Linked DNA regions of Mus musculus: regions 1 and 2 are each linked to region 3. A link is a contact called in public Hi-C and HiChIP or PLAC-seq data. All regions are on one chromosome and are shown on one strand. Each heading gives the region's core, a stretch centred on a gene start, on an enhancer-like site or on the middle of the called end of the contact. The rest is flanking DNA. Distances are from core to core; before and after follow the strand shown.

Region 1 (4,634 bases), core at 1,502-4,001, 150 kb before region 3:
GTCAAAGGGTTTGTGGCTGGATTGTTATGTTTCTCTTTGCTAGCATACAGAGTCGCTTCCTATACTGAAGACTCTAGAACTTAGGGGTGAAGGTTCTATGTAGGCACCAGCTTGACCCCTCCATGTTCAATGAGTTGAGTGGGTATTATCTGTAGCAACAGGGCCTCATTATTGATGAATTTCTTTAATCTTGAGTCTAATATACATTGCATTCTTTATATAACTTTTTGTTCTCATTAATCACTAAAGCTGGAAGAAACAGAAGAATTTGTTATATCTTCATCAAATACAAAACTTTGTAAGAAGGGGAAGTAGAATGAGAAAAATTCAATCAATAAATTTAAAGTTGCAGTTACTTGGGGGTATGAAGTGCTGGTGTAATATTGCATGACTGGGTAACTCTAGAAAGCAGCTATGTATGCTGCATCTCAAAACACAGAAAAAATATTTTGAATATGTTACAATAAAAAAGTAATGCTCTTAAGAGCTTGTTGTGATCATAAAAAGAGAAAGAGCTATTAAGATATGTTCTGGCAGGGTGTGGGGGAAGTGGGTGGCTTGGCAGGCCCATGTCAAGGCATCCCTTCCCCCTGAGAGACCACACCCACCCACCAGTATAGTATAGAATAGTGTTTATTCAGGGCAAGAGGAGAGGAGTAAGAGAGTAGAAGGGGCAGAGAAAGGCAGAGAGAAGTAGAGAGTAGAGAAGTGGAGGCCAGTCATGGCCATGTGGAGAGAGGGGGGAAGAGAGGAAGAGCAAGGGGGCAAGAGGCAAGAGAGGCAAGAACATAAGAGAAAGGAGGGGCCAAGCCTACCTGGCTGCTGCCAGGTAACTGTGGAGAGGAGCATACCTGGCTGCTGCCAGGAAGTGTGGGGGTGGAGTTTAGACAGAATAGCAACAATCCCCCATTTTGGTTTAGTTAAAAAAGAAAAAAATTAGAAAGAGGTGATGGTGAAGCAGGAATAGGGTCATTGGTGATATCTGGCTGCTTCATGCTAACATTGGGGTGACAGTGTCTCTGGAGAACCTAGAGAAATGAGTATGGGGGGGGGGTGTTTGTCCAGTCTTTGGAGAGTTGGCTGTTTCCTTGATGTCCAGGGTCTGTGGCACCATGTGAGGATAGGTTGGAAGAACAGGTCCAGTAAGAAGCATTGCTGAGAGGAGATTGGAGCATGTGAGGTTGCTTCTCTGGAGTGGTCCTGGATGTAGCAAGTGCCGGACTTGACAAGATGCTGGAGCACATTGTTATCGGTAGAGAATAAGATTAAGTACATTTGGGAGAAAGAAAAAATTTTTCTTAAAATGTCCATTTGAAACCCAGAGGAGTCCTACCCTTAGGAATAGGTAGCAAGTGGGAACTTTGGGCAGATGTACTTATCTGGAGGTAGGCTATTTGGTCCATGAGAAGTAGATCTGAGTAGGTTTCCTGTAGCTTATAAGTTTATAAGAGAGATAACAGCATGAGTTAACCACATGAACAGTCTTTAAGATGAACCTTTTCTGGAGCACAAGGAACAAGATTATAAGTTGGATCATATAGTGGAATGTTTTATTAGAGTTAGGCAAATTTGTAGGAACTCAGATATTAGAACAGTGGCATAGCAAGAAGAGGAAATATGAAGCGTTAAATTAATGGAAACAGAGTTTAGGTAAGGAAATAGCTGTCTATCTGTCAATGTAGTCAGAAGTTTGAGAAAGAATAAACAATAATTTAGCAGTTATATTATTTTAAAAATGACAGAGTCCACTAGCCAATGGCCTCAATGGCAGCTTGTGCAGTCAGTCAGAAGTTAATGACAGTAGTAAAAATCATATTAAGACAGGATAGAAATGAAAACTCTAGGTAACTTTAGCAAAGAGGCATATGGTTAGAACCAGTATAAGAGAGCTGGCAACAGTGACATAAAATTGTGGTGAAAGAAAATGAGTTGTCCAGGCAGATTTAAGCCTGTGACATAAACTGAACCTGCAGGGAGCATGAATAGGTAAGCGCTTTGGCCTTTTGTTTATTTACCAGACTGCTGGCAGTATGTGTGAAGATCCCTTAAAATATGTTTAAGAACACTTTAGCGTCCATTGGGTGACAGCGGATGGGGGTGTCACTGAACCTTTCATACCAGGGTCCCAAGTAAAGAACTCAGTAACGGGTCAGTATACAGTCAAACTAGAAATTCAGGTCATATGAATAACTAGAGACTTCAGCGACGGGCAATTTCCTGGAAATTGTTAGAAAGCAATTTAACCTGGTACCAGGATTTTCCGGCCAGCTGCAAGAGCCAAAAGTGTTTATGAATTGCCTTCGAGAAGGAAGTCACCCAAAGGTCCGATGTCCTAACTTGTAGGTCAGCCAGGAGGCTGCTCTTAAGAACTGGGGCATTGAAAGTCATCACCTTAGCCCACAGGAGGCTGGCCAGGAGCTATCTGGGCACATAGGATCCCTCCCACCAACTGGAGAAACTCCTTATCAATCAATATGCCGGTGTGTGTTTTCAGACTTCTGCAGTCTGGTAGCAGAAAATGTGTAACTGAATGGTTGGTTTGGGCTCGGCTGATTGGCATAACCCACATGGCAGAGGCTGGGAACTGAATGGCAGCAGCTCCTGTGGGAGCTCCCTCGTGCACATGAGCGCAGGAGAAGGTTGTGCCACTGTGGGGTGGAACTTCCTACCAGCAGCTGGGAGTCACAGCCCACGGTGTTAGGGGAAAATAAGGACCCAAAGTAGCATAGAGAGGCCAGGACCAGCAGAGCATAAACAGGCTGAGGGAACCAAGCATGGACAGTCCCAGGCGAGACAGACTCCAAGCAGAAAGCCAAGGAGTTGGGGAGGTCAGCAAACAGGGTCCGTGGCAGAGGCAGGCAAATTTGTTTTACAGGCAAACCATCTAAACTAGCAGGCTGCAAGTGAGAGAGGGAGAAGGGGAAAGGCTCAGCTATATAGCAGACTGGCCCAAGGGCGAGACAGATGGGGGGTTTACAGACCTAGTCTTGAATTCTCAGCCTCAAGAAAGAGGAAAGGGAAATGTCACCCAAGGGAAAACACAGGGGTAGCTCTGAGATCAAGAAATCTTCTCTGGGACCATCCAGATGGTCACTCTGACCAGTGGAAGTGGGGGCTTACCAGATCTGGGCTAGCAAGCATGTGGCTGAGATGGGATGCAAACCTGCAGAGTTTTTGGATCTGAATCACAGCACCAATGTTGTGATTATAAAAAGAGAAAGAGCTATATGAATATGTTCTTGTGGAGTGTGGGAGAAGTGGGTACCTCGGCGGGCCCATGCCAAGGCAGCTCTTCCCCCTGAGAGACCAGACCCACACCGTTATAGTATAGAATAGAGTTTATTCAGGGCAAGGGGAGAGGAATTCAGAGAGTAGTAGAGACAAAGAAAGGCAGAGATAGGGAGAGTACAGGAGGCCTGCCTTGCCACGTGGAGAGAGGGAGGAAGAGAGGTGGAGCAAGGGGGCAAGAGACAAGAGAAAGGCAAGAGCATAAGAGAGAGAAGAGGGGCCAAGCAGCCCTTTTATACTGGGTCAAGCCTACCTGGCTGCTGCCAGGAACTGTGGGGGTAGAGTTTAGACAGAATTCCAACAGAGCAAGATCTTTTTAACTTGATTATACAGTGTATATAGCTCTTGAGATATATTATTGGGTACTGTATTGATGTTTATAATTTTTCTACTTGTGTACCAGTTAAAATTCTTTATTGAAAAAAATAATAATGGGCAGGGCAGATACTTACCATTATGAATCTCTACTTTGCCCTTTCCCTGGTGCCTGGGCATGAAAGCATGATAAAGCAGAGGTCAGAGAGTTGAAGGTGCCTGAAGAAGTAAGCCAGGGCCTGAGTCATTCTCATTTGCTATTAAAATACTCATTTGCCTCTGGCCTGTTCCTTTCAACTCCTCTGCAGTTGATCTCAGGGTCTGTGCCTGTGTCTCTGCTCTAACATGTATTCATGATACAGCAGAAATATACTAATGATAATACAGCAAAAGAAATTGGCAGCACATACTCCAGTTTTTGTAAATTACTCAGCCTGCCTCACTTTGTCCTCAGTATGAATCCCCAGTTTCTCATTCATGTTTCTTTCAGGTGGGACTGAGTGAGCAAACCCAACAAGTCTATCTCTGTACCAATTTCATCACTAAATTCTAACAAACTTGGTCTTGAGTACTGTCCTCTTTCTGAGCATTTGAAGGCAGTATACAGAGCTTATTTGACCATTGACTCAAATTAGAAGGCATGTTTGAGGATGTATAACGTTTGGGCTAAAGATGTATGTACATGTTGAGTACCTGTTGAAGGTAGAAATAACACACACACACACACACACACACACACACACACACACAACTAGATCTGAGATATAGTGTCCTCAGTGGTCATTTACAGATACCCTAATCTTCTCAGCATACTAATATAATCAGGGTGTTGTGTGTGGCCCCTTACCTGGAGATCTGCTACCATCACCATGCAGAAAAGGAGAGTCCATCTTAGGGGTTCTATTGCTATGTTAAAGCATTATAACCTAAAGTAACTTGAGGAAGAAGAGTTTATTTGGTTCATCAGGGGAAACCAAGGTAGGAAGGCAATGCATGAACCTGAAGAAGGGAACTGAAAAAGAGATATTGGA
Region 2 (4,909 bases), core at 399-2,898, 220 kb after region 3:
AGTGCTGTGCAGTGATCTGTAGAACATTGCTTACTCTGCAGGAACTACAGCTGGAGTGCAGATCTGCATGATATGCCAGAGCATATTGCTTCTTACTCTGCTGATTGCCTAATGAAGTTAGGTTTGTTCGTAGGGTTAGTTGGTGAGCCAGCTGTATCCAGAAGGGAAGCATTGATCCACTGTTCCCCAGCTCCACTTTAAGTGTGTGTGTTTCCCTGTAGACTTTTTCCCACCGACCTGTTTGAGACCTTCATTGACATAGGACATTACGTTCGTGATATTGGTGCTTATAAGGACTTGGTATCACAGTTGAATTTACTATTGGTAAGTCTTGAGTTCTAAATATTTGGGCAGGCTGCTCTGGGATCAGGATAGTAGTAACCAATTTTCCTTTTATGACTTGGTTAGGAAGATGAGCTGAAGCAAATTGCTGAGAATATTGAAAGCATCAATCAGAAGAAAGCGCCCTTGAAGTACATAGGTGACTATGCTGTGTTGGACCACCTTGGAAGTGGAGCTTTTGGCTGTGTTTATAAGGTGAGTCTGCCCTGGGAGATAGTTCTCATGTTTCAAAACAAATTTGAAGTAACACTCCAGATGGCCATACTCATTTTAATTGAAGTCCTTATCATTGAAAACTAGTGAAGAAGTACAGATAGAGATGAGAGTGCTGGTTGTATCCAACACTGGGTGGTAATTATGTGAGTGTTGCCTTGGCTCTCAGCTCTAGTACCTGGTCCCTGACAGGGCATCCTTCACAGAAAATGAATCAAAATAGCTTGTCCCAGTGCATGACATAGTTTATAAACTTTCACCAGTGTTTCTACACCTGCCCAGGGAAAGCCTGTTGAGTCCTGCAGTGGGGACCAGACCAGAAGGTAACAGGTTTGAGCTCTCTCAGCTTAGTGTAAATGCAGCTAGACTCTCATGCTATGTGTTGGTTAACCATGTATGTAATTTTGTTATTCTAGTTCATCTGTCTTTGTCTAACCCTCAATTCTCAGCATTTAATTAATTGCTTTCCTTATTGTAGGTTAGAAAGCGTAGTGGTCAAAATCTTTTAGCAATGAAGGAGGTCAATTTGCATAACCCAGCATTTGGAAAGGATAAGAAAGACCGAGACAGCAGTGTCAAGAACATTGTTTCTGAATTAACAATAATTAAGGAGCAGGTAAATATTGTCTTATTTCTGAGATGTCTCTGATATAAATGTCATTGAAGCTGAGCTCTGCTGCTGTTCTTGTCCATGCCGTTTATAAATCAGTTCGGTATGAAATACTGGACATTGGTGCAGTGATATTTTTGCCAGTGTTTTTCCTAAAGCTTGTTATTGAGTCATGGAAACTCTTTTAGGAGTTTATAGCAGGGCCTTGGATGCAAAACAGTTGAGCTTACAAACCAGAACACACCATGTATGCTTAGCTACTGAGTTACTGCATAGGAACAGGAGAAAGACACCCTTAATGGAGTGCTGGGAATTTGAGAAAGACCACCCTCCAACTTCAGTCAGCTAAAGCCAACCTGTTGACACCCCTCAAGTCTGGCTTATTAAATCTAAAATGTAGGTTTTGTTTCATTTCCCCTTTCTAGAGCAGGCTTGTGTAGTCTAGGCTGGTCTTAGCCCTGCTCTGTAGTACAGACTGACCTTCAGGACCCGCCCCCCCCTTTCCTGGCTCCCTGTCCTAAGTGCTGAGATTAGGGGTGGGCCCCACTGTCTTCTGGGTTATTTTTATTATCATGAATATGTGACATAATCGCTCAATTAGCTGTCATTATGAAGGAGTATTGGAGGAAAACGGAGCGCAGGCGAGAAATGGGAATTCTTTCTGTAATCCGAGAAGATGCTGGTTCCTTTCCCAGCTCTCCTTGTTTGTGCATTTCTGTTTCTAAGTTCTAGGAAGCTGCCAGCCTCACTGCGCCCTGCAGTCATGTTTGCTTGGTGTCACAAACATGGTCTTTATTCATTGAAACCTATAGTTTGACATCACTAAGTTACAACAAAAGTCACCACTAATGGATTAGATCGCAAGAAGCCATCCCATCCGTTCAGAAACTCATCCTGTCCCCACTTGCTAGTTGATTTGGGTGCTAATTTGTTTAAGTGCGTTTCCTAAGAAAAAGGGTCCAGAAGAGGCCAATCAGGGTGCCACAGTTTAGATTTTGATGTCACTGAAGATTGTCCCTCCTGTGGGAGCCACCTGAACCAAAAAGAAGGATGTCATGGAATACAGAAGCCATAGGTACGGGAGTGAGAGACCCTGTCTGCTAAGAGGTGACAATGAGCACAGCACAGAGGCTTCGAACTACCAGGCTTAGAGAATGGCACAAGTTGGCATTATTCCCTGTTCCATGCAACTGCTGGTGACACCTTCCCATCCCAAGTGGGAAAAGCAGCAGAAAGGACACTTCCAGGGCTGAGGGACAGACAAATGTCACTGCTGCCTGGGAAGCCACATCCTGGCTACTCTGCTGCTGATAACCCTGAGACCGCTGGGTTGGTGTGAGTAGCAGCTACGTGGGCCCCACTCAGAGGGACACTCAGAGGCACAAACCATTTATAGACATCATGGCAATTCCTCTGAAACAAGACACTTTACCTAGAAACTACATTCTAAATAAATAGTTGGAGACATTTTACACCATTTTTCTTTTTTAGAACTTTCTCCCTCCCTGTGTAGCTGAGGCCCAACCCTGGGGCAGAGCATGCTAAGGGAATCGTTAAGGAACTGATCAGTCCTAAACCTGTCCACTGCCCATTAGGAAGTGCAGCATCTTCTAGCCTGGTTCACAAAGGCATGGAGGACACTGTCTCTTTCATTAACTTAAAAAAGTCATTTAAAACCTTAAATGGCAGCTGGCAGTCTTAGATGAAACTTCAGTGTACAAAAGCTTGTGTTTTGAAGAGTCTGATAAGTGTTTGCTATTTGTTTTCTTACAGCTTTATCATCCCAATGTTGTACGTTATTATAAAACATTTTTGGAAAGTAAGTATGAATTGCTTTCTAAGTAAGGAAACATATGTTTGTTATTTATATACATTTATATTATGTTGGCAGAAAATAAACCCATTCAGCTATTTTCTACTGGCTTTTATTATTAGGCATTGCTTTCTTAAGCAGTAAAATAATTTTTTAATTGATGACCTGAGAATACTTAAAATATTTTGATCTGTATTATATAGAGGCACAGTGTGAATAAACAAAAATAATTAAATTATTGTACAGAAAAGGAACTGTAGAAGAAAAAGAGAAAAGAGAACTAAAGCATGATGTTTTATTTTTCTTTTTGCAAGCTCACAGCAGCATCTAGTGGCATTTTCCACCCCTAATAAAATGGATTGGACTCCGCCTTCAAGGTTTTTTTTTTTTTTTCTCACAAATTTCAGTAGATGCCACCAGGTGGCGCCAGAGTCCTGGCTGAGCCTGCAGGCTGGCTGGCTTGTTTCCTGCTTGTGGGATGGAGAGCACAGTCAAACAAAGCCAAACTCAGTCGCTTGTTTACAAGTGAAGGAAGTATTGAACTTAACCATCTGTAGCATAAAATCCTGAAGTATTAGCCGGGCATGGTGACTCAGTCCTTTAATCCCAGCACTTGAGAGGCAGAGGCCGACTGTGTGTGTTTGAGGACAACCTGATCTACATAGTGAGTTTCAGGCTGGGCATGGCTGCATAGAGAGACCCTGTCTCAATACTAAACAGAAGCTGTTCTGTATGCAGCTCAATTGCTATGTTTTTACCCATTTCCCTTCTTTAAGTGATTTAGATGGACTCCTTCCTCCTTACGTGCTAGTTCTTAATATCGGGATTATTCCTGTAATTAAAGCTATCAGATTTAGTTCCTGACTTAGACTGAAGTAAGTACAAGTCATTACAAAAACAAAACACTTAACCTGACGACTTCCAAAATAAATTGAAGGAAACTTAAAATATGTATAATATTACCAAGTTATAAACTATGATGAAGAAGACTATAATTTGAGAAAATGAAAACAAACAGCTAAGCATAGTGCAGGCAATATGTATTTCTTGGAATGGTGAAACTTGGGAATCTATAAATGTCCGTAAGAGAGATGCTATATGGTTTATTCATTTTTGCAATCCTGTGAAAGGCAACAGGAAGAACAGTGTGCTTACATTCATGCTGCAGTGTGAGACTGGTGGAGAAGCCAGTGGGCAGGATGGGAGATGTCTGTCCTTTGCAGGCAGATTGTGTATGTGTGTATTTTGTGTATGTCCAACAGTCAGAAAAGACACATGTCACATATCATTATTAGTAGTTCAAATTGGCTTTAAAGGAGTGTATTCAGAGAACAAAAACAGCAACAAGAAAACCAAAAACCCAAACAGTGCTAAACCCTTGTAAACCCTAACATAAAATCAGAGTCCAGGTCTCTCTACTCGAGAGGGGCCTAGCAGTAATCTCTGTCATGGGTAGGTGCTTTAGTCTGTGTTATTGCAACATCATAGCGTGATCCGTGGGTAAGTTTGTATGACATAATCTATGTCACCATACAAAATGCAATTTATAATGCGGTTTTCTGAACGTCTTATTTGATCCGAGGTACTAAGAGGCAGGCCTCGTGACTTGAGACAGTTGGCTTACTGTCTTTGACATGGTTCAGGCATTCTATGGTATAAGCAGAAAATGATTATGCTTGCCAGAGAGGAGAAAGTCTGGAGTCAGAGGAAGTTGCTGCTAGGCTGTGACTGCCCCAAGGGCAGCTCTGTGCTCTGCCAGCATTCAGTGGATCCTGACACTAAGTTTTCCGTTTTGTGCTCCAACACTCCTTGGAAAGCCCGGGTTCTAATTTGTGAAGGTTTTCCAGGGCTTTATACTGACTTTACATTTCTGTGACTCCTTTTTGCTTTTGCATAGATGACAGGTTGTATATCGTTATGGAGCTGATAGA
Region 3 (4,326 bases), core at 1,477-3,976:
ATATATCTATATGTGCATATTTATTATATATGTAATATATTTTTATATAGAGAGAGACAGAGATAGAGTACTGTTATAGTTTAAATGTGAAACGCCTGACACATACATGCACATACACACGTGCACCCCCACACATGCCCTCTCTCTCTCTCTCTCTCTCTCTCTCTCTCACACACACACACACACACACACACACACACACACACACACCACAGACTTACCTTATGGATTTGAATACTTGGTATTAGGTTTTTCCCCAACTCGTGGTGCTGTGAATGAGACCCATGACCATATCACGGTAGGTAAACACTCTACCGTACAGTTACATCCTCAGCCCATTTTAAAAATTATTTTTAATTTGAGGTAGGGTTTTACCAAGTCCAAGCAGGCCTTGACCCTTGTGTGTCTTTCCCCTAAGTAGCTGAAACTGCAGGTCTGTGCTATTTCACCTGGATGATGGTGCTGCTTGAGGAAATTACAGAATCTTCTGACATTGGACCTAGCTGGTGGGTATAAGGCTGGGGGTCGGGAAGTGCACTTTGAGAATAACAGCCCAGTCTCTCCTTCCCACCTGGCTCAGTGTGTCCTTATCTGCAGAGATGTGTGCCAAGTGTAGAAGTTCCCACAATCACAGACCAAGCTGTTTCAGCTGCCATACTTTCTCTGCCATGTCAACATGGTAACCTGAGTTTGATCCACATGGTAGTAGAAAAGAACCGACTCCTATAAGCTGTCCTCCGACTTACATGTGCATCCATAAATCAATGAATTTTTGGTTTTGTTTTAAGAAGGGAGAAGGGAGAGAGGGAGGGAAGGGGAAGAAGGAGAGAGAGGAAGAGGGAGGGAGAGAGGAGGGAGAGAGAGAGACAGGGAGAGGGAAGAAAGCTTGAGTAAGCAAGTTTCTGGCCTTTCTTTCTTCCTATTTACTAAGATGCTATGTGCCACACGTTCTTGATGCATAGACTGCAAAGTAGAAGCAGCATGCTTAGTGTGGTAGACTAAAATCACAGGAATCATCTTGGGGACCAGCAGTTGCCAAAACTATCCTGGATAGCTTACGATTAGGCAGGTAACAGGAAAGCAAATACTCTTCTATTTTACAGACACTGTTACTAGGAGGCCAAGGTTATGAAGGAAGTAATCTGTCCTGGAACACGTCTTAGCTTTAAGTACTTTATATAGTGCTCATGACCTGCAAGGCTTTTACAGCTCAATTTGATACACCTATCATATTTCCTGTTCACATACCCAGCCTATATGGTTGTGAATTTTTGGCCCTCGATCCTGTTGTGGATTCTCACACATCCTTAACATGAAAGATTAGAACCTGTTACTTAAGTCCTGTGCCAACTCATTCTGAGTCAGTGGCTTCCACACAGCATAAACTTGTTCTCTAATTCCTTCTGTGAAGATTAGCCTGCATAGAAAGATGGCACTTGCCTTGAGAGAAGGAATTCTGCTCTTCGTTTTCAAGCCCCACCACGCAGAGCTTAGAGCAAGATTGAGCAACTGTTAAGTACCACATGAACACTGCCCCTCTGGAGTTAGTATCTGCGTAATTCACGTGGGATTCACATACTGCCACAAATGACTGGCTGACATTTTGGTTCAGTAGCCTAGCATAATAGCCAATTCTCATATGTCAAGATAATCAGAAAGACAATTCTGTACTAAGGTCCAGATTCAACAAAGAGGAGGGCACCATGGCAAGCTACCAAAAGGGCAGGGAAAGTCTCTGTAGCTGTTGGCCCCTGTTGCAGATATCTTGATGCCAGATGGCAAATTCTTGCTAGATGCAATAAAGAATGATCTCTGATTTTATGGGCCAGAAAGACAGCCTCTGCACCCTTGGCTCACACTGCAGGAACACAGGTCACAGGGCCATGCTCAAACCCTAAGCCACAGACAAACTCATCCCAACAGATGGCAAGTGCTCTTAACAGAATTTGAACCACATTGAAGACAAGAGGTTCTGGTTTTCACTTGGTCCGTGTCTACATCATCCAGGCATGGACCATGCTTAGCCAGCAAGACAAGCAGAGAAGGTGGAAACATCTGCATAAAAGAAGAGAAACTTCATCCTGTGGAAAGGAAGCACATGCAGCTTGCCTAGCCAGTCAGGAAGGAGTCTGGGTTCCAGGTCACAGATGGCAGCTCCCAGGCTCACATGCAAGGGAGTGGGTGTGGGGACGGACCTTGCTCTCCTTTCTCCAGGGAGTAGCTAAGCTGTTTTCAGCATATCAAGTTGCCCAGCCTCCTGCTTGCTAGTAGTGAAGTGGGACTCAGTCTGGCTAGTTAACATCAGGACTATACTCCTGATGCGGGGGAGGCATGGTATGTTCCCTTTTCTGTGACTTTCAAGGAAGTAGATTTAGCTGTGCTCTGAGCTTCACAGCACTTAACAGAGAAGACAGCACGGAGGATTAAGCTTGCTGTCTTGAGGCCAACTGTTTGTGAAACAAAATCCCCACCCCTTGAGCTTCCCAGTTGCAGAGGCTGATGAAGTCCTTTTGTAGTCATTTGACTACTTTGTGTTTCTGTCACTTGCAGCTGAAGAAGAGCAGATTCTAGTACATGGTATATGAAGATGTTCTTTGACTGAATATCCTGCTGATGATTTTAAAAGGGACAAATGGATCCATTTAAAATGGGAACTGTTATGGTGGTGCAATATGGAAAGGGAACACCATTGACATAGCCTCCTGTGCTTTTACTTCCTGGTAAAATTGACCACATACATGTTATGAGCCACAGTTTTCTTATCTGCAAACTGCAAGGTCATTACTAGCACCTTCCTAGTGGTTATGAGGGTAAATTGAAGTCTACAGTGTCTGGCATAGCAGCTCCTCTAACAGGGATGGTGCTGGTGACAGTGGTGAAAGAAGAGAAGAAGGGAGGAAGAGCTGAGGAAGAAGTAGAGAGGGTTAACTAATGTCTTTAAGTAATATTATGTCAGAGTAGGTAAAGTACTTCTTTCAAACAAGTCCAGGTGAGTTTGGGTTTTGCTGCCAAATGAGATACAGAAACTCAGCTCTCGGGGACTGCAGTACATTTCAAGGTTAGTGGATTTGAACTTGATTCTCATTGCTTGAGAATCCATTCTCATTCCAATTTCAGTGAACCCTGACAGAGCTGTAAAAGGCCAGCTCTCTGGGAGAGCATCGCATGATGCAGTCAAAGCAGTAGAAAAGTCAGGAGCAAAGCCAAGGGCTGGACCTTGTACTTAACTGCCTTCTTCATCCTTTGGCCTACATCACTGAGAAATACATGAGCCTTGACACAAGTTAGGACCAAGGGCAAGAGACAAAAATCCCCACAGACCTCTCCAGAGTTATTCCTTCATGCTCTGCATGCAGCACACCCAAGGAGACTTCCTCCTAAGTCATTCTAGTATGGGTTGCAACTACTTTGTAGGTAGACTTAGAAGCTTCGTCTAACTTCCCTGAAGAATCTGTTCACTAAGGGATCAGCTGTATTTATCCTGAAGAAAGTGTCAAGTGACTGTTTCAGCGTTCAACCACACAAGGAATTATTTGGAACCATTATCTTCAATGCATAGATAAACAGTACAGTTGCAAGCAACTGACTCAGATGTAAGTAACTGCCCATGCCAGAGTTTCTTAGAATATCTTTTTTTTTCACTTTCTCATCTTTTTTTAAAATATTTTTTATTACGTATTTTCCTCAATTACATTTCCAATGCTATCCCAAAAGTCCCCTATACCTACCCCCCCACACTTCCCTACCCACGCATTCTCATTTTTTTGGCCCTGGCGTATAAAGTTTGTGTGTCCAATGGGCCTCTCTTTCCAGTGATGGCCGACTAGGCCATCTTTTGATATATATGCAGCTAGAGTCCAGAGCTCCGGGGTACTGGTTAGTTCATAATGTTGTTCCACCTATAGGGTTGCAGATCCCATTAGCTCCTTGGGTACTTTCTCTAGCTCCTCCATTGGGAGCCCTGTGATCCATCCAATAGCTGACTGTGATCATCCACTTCTGTGTTTGCTAGGCCCCGGTATAGTCTCACAAGAGGCAGCTATATCTGGGTCCTTTCAGCAAAATCTTGCCAGTGTATGCAATGGTGTCAGCATTTGGGAGCTGATTATGGGGTGGATCCCTGGATATGGCAGTCTCTAGATGGTCCATCCTTTCGTCTCAGCTCCAAACTTTGTCTCTATAATTCCTTCCATGGGTGTTTTGTTCCCAATTCTAATAAGGGGCAAAGTGTCCACATTTTTGTCTTCGTTCTTCTTGAGTTTCATGCGTTTAGCAAATTGTATCTTATTGTATTTTGGGTATCCTAAGTTTTGGGCTAATATCCAC

Evidence for each region. HiChIP or PLAC-seq counts read pairs in DNA pulled down with a chosen protein or histone mark. Hi-C and Micro-C count contacts between places; a contact is called where the count stands out from the background.
Region 1: a contact with region 3 is called in a CTCF HiChIP or PLAC-seq map of large pre-B cells, with 4 times the contacts expected there. The contact joins two enhancer-like sites. A contact is called at or near these places in 2 of 15 datasets of contacts at CTCF or cohesin (CD8 T cells and large pre-B cells), 2 of 484 Hi-C or Micro-C datasets (both in nephron progenitors) and 3 of 115 datasets of contacts at active chromatin or transcription factors (the 230-238 cell line, CD8 T cells and large pre-B cells).
Region 2: a contact with region 3 is called in a Hi-C map of muscle stem cells, with 2.3 times the contacts expected there. The contact joins two enhancer-like sites. A contact is called at or near these places in 11 of 484 Hi-C or Micro-C datasets (the Ba/F3 cell line, cortical neurons, embryonic fibroblasts and 4 more), 1 of 115 datasets of contacts at active chromatin or transcription factors (fibro-adipogenic progenitors) and 1 of 9 other capture datasets (adipose tissue).

The regions. Positions count from the first base shown.
Region 1 is chr14:14,486,865-14,491,498 of GRCm38.p6, forward strand. No RefSeq gene overlaps it. Among named protein-coding and RNA genes, the nearest start is that of Il3ra, 140 kb to the left of the region's middle. Within about 2 kb of position 2,752, at least 4 of the 459 cell types and tissues checked have an H3K27ac peak or open chromatin away from gene starts, as enhancers often do.
Region 2 is chr14:14,860,518-14,865,426 of GRCm38.p6, forward strand. It overlaps Nek10 (NIMA (never in mitosis gene a)- related kinase 10), which reads left to right. Exons shown (of 35, transcript NM_001195229.1): 16 at 222-324; 17 at 409-537; 18 at 1,034-1,171; 19 at 2,939-2,984; 20 at 4,876-4,909. Among named protein-coding and RNA genes, the nearest start is that of Nek10, 42 kb to the left of the region's middle. Within about 2 kb of position 1,649, at least 15 of the 459 cell types and tissues checked have an H3K27ac peak or open chromatin away from gene starts, as enhancers often do. A contact at or near this core is called in muscle stem cells, where this site is marked.
Region 3 is chr14:14,638,000-14,642,325 of GRCm38.p6, forward strand. No RefSeq gene overlaps it. Among named protein-coding and RNA genes, the nearest start is that of Slc4a7, 63 kb to the right of the region's middle. Within about 2 kb of position 2,727, at least 88 of the 459 cell types and tissues checked have an H3K27ac peak or open chromatin away from gene starts, as enhancers often do. A contact at or near this core is called in muscle stem cells, where this site is marked.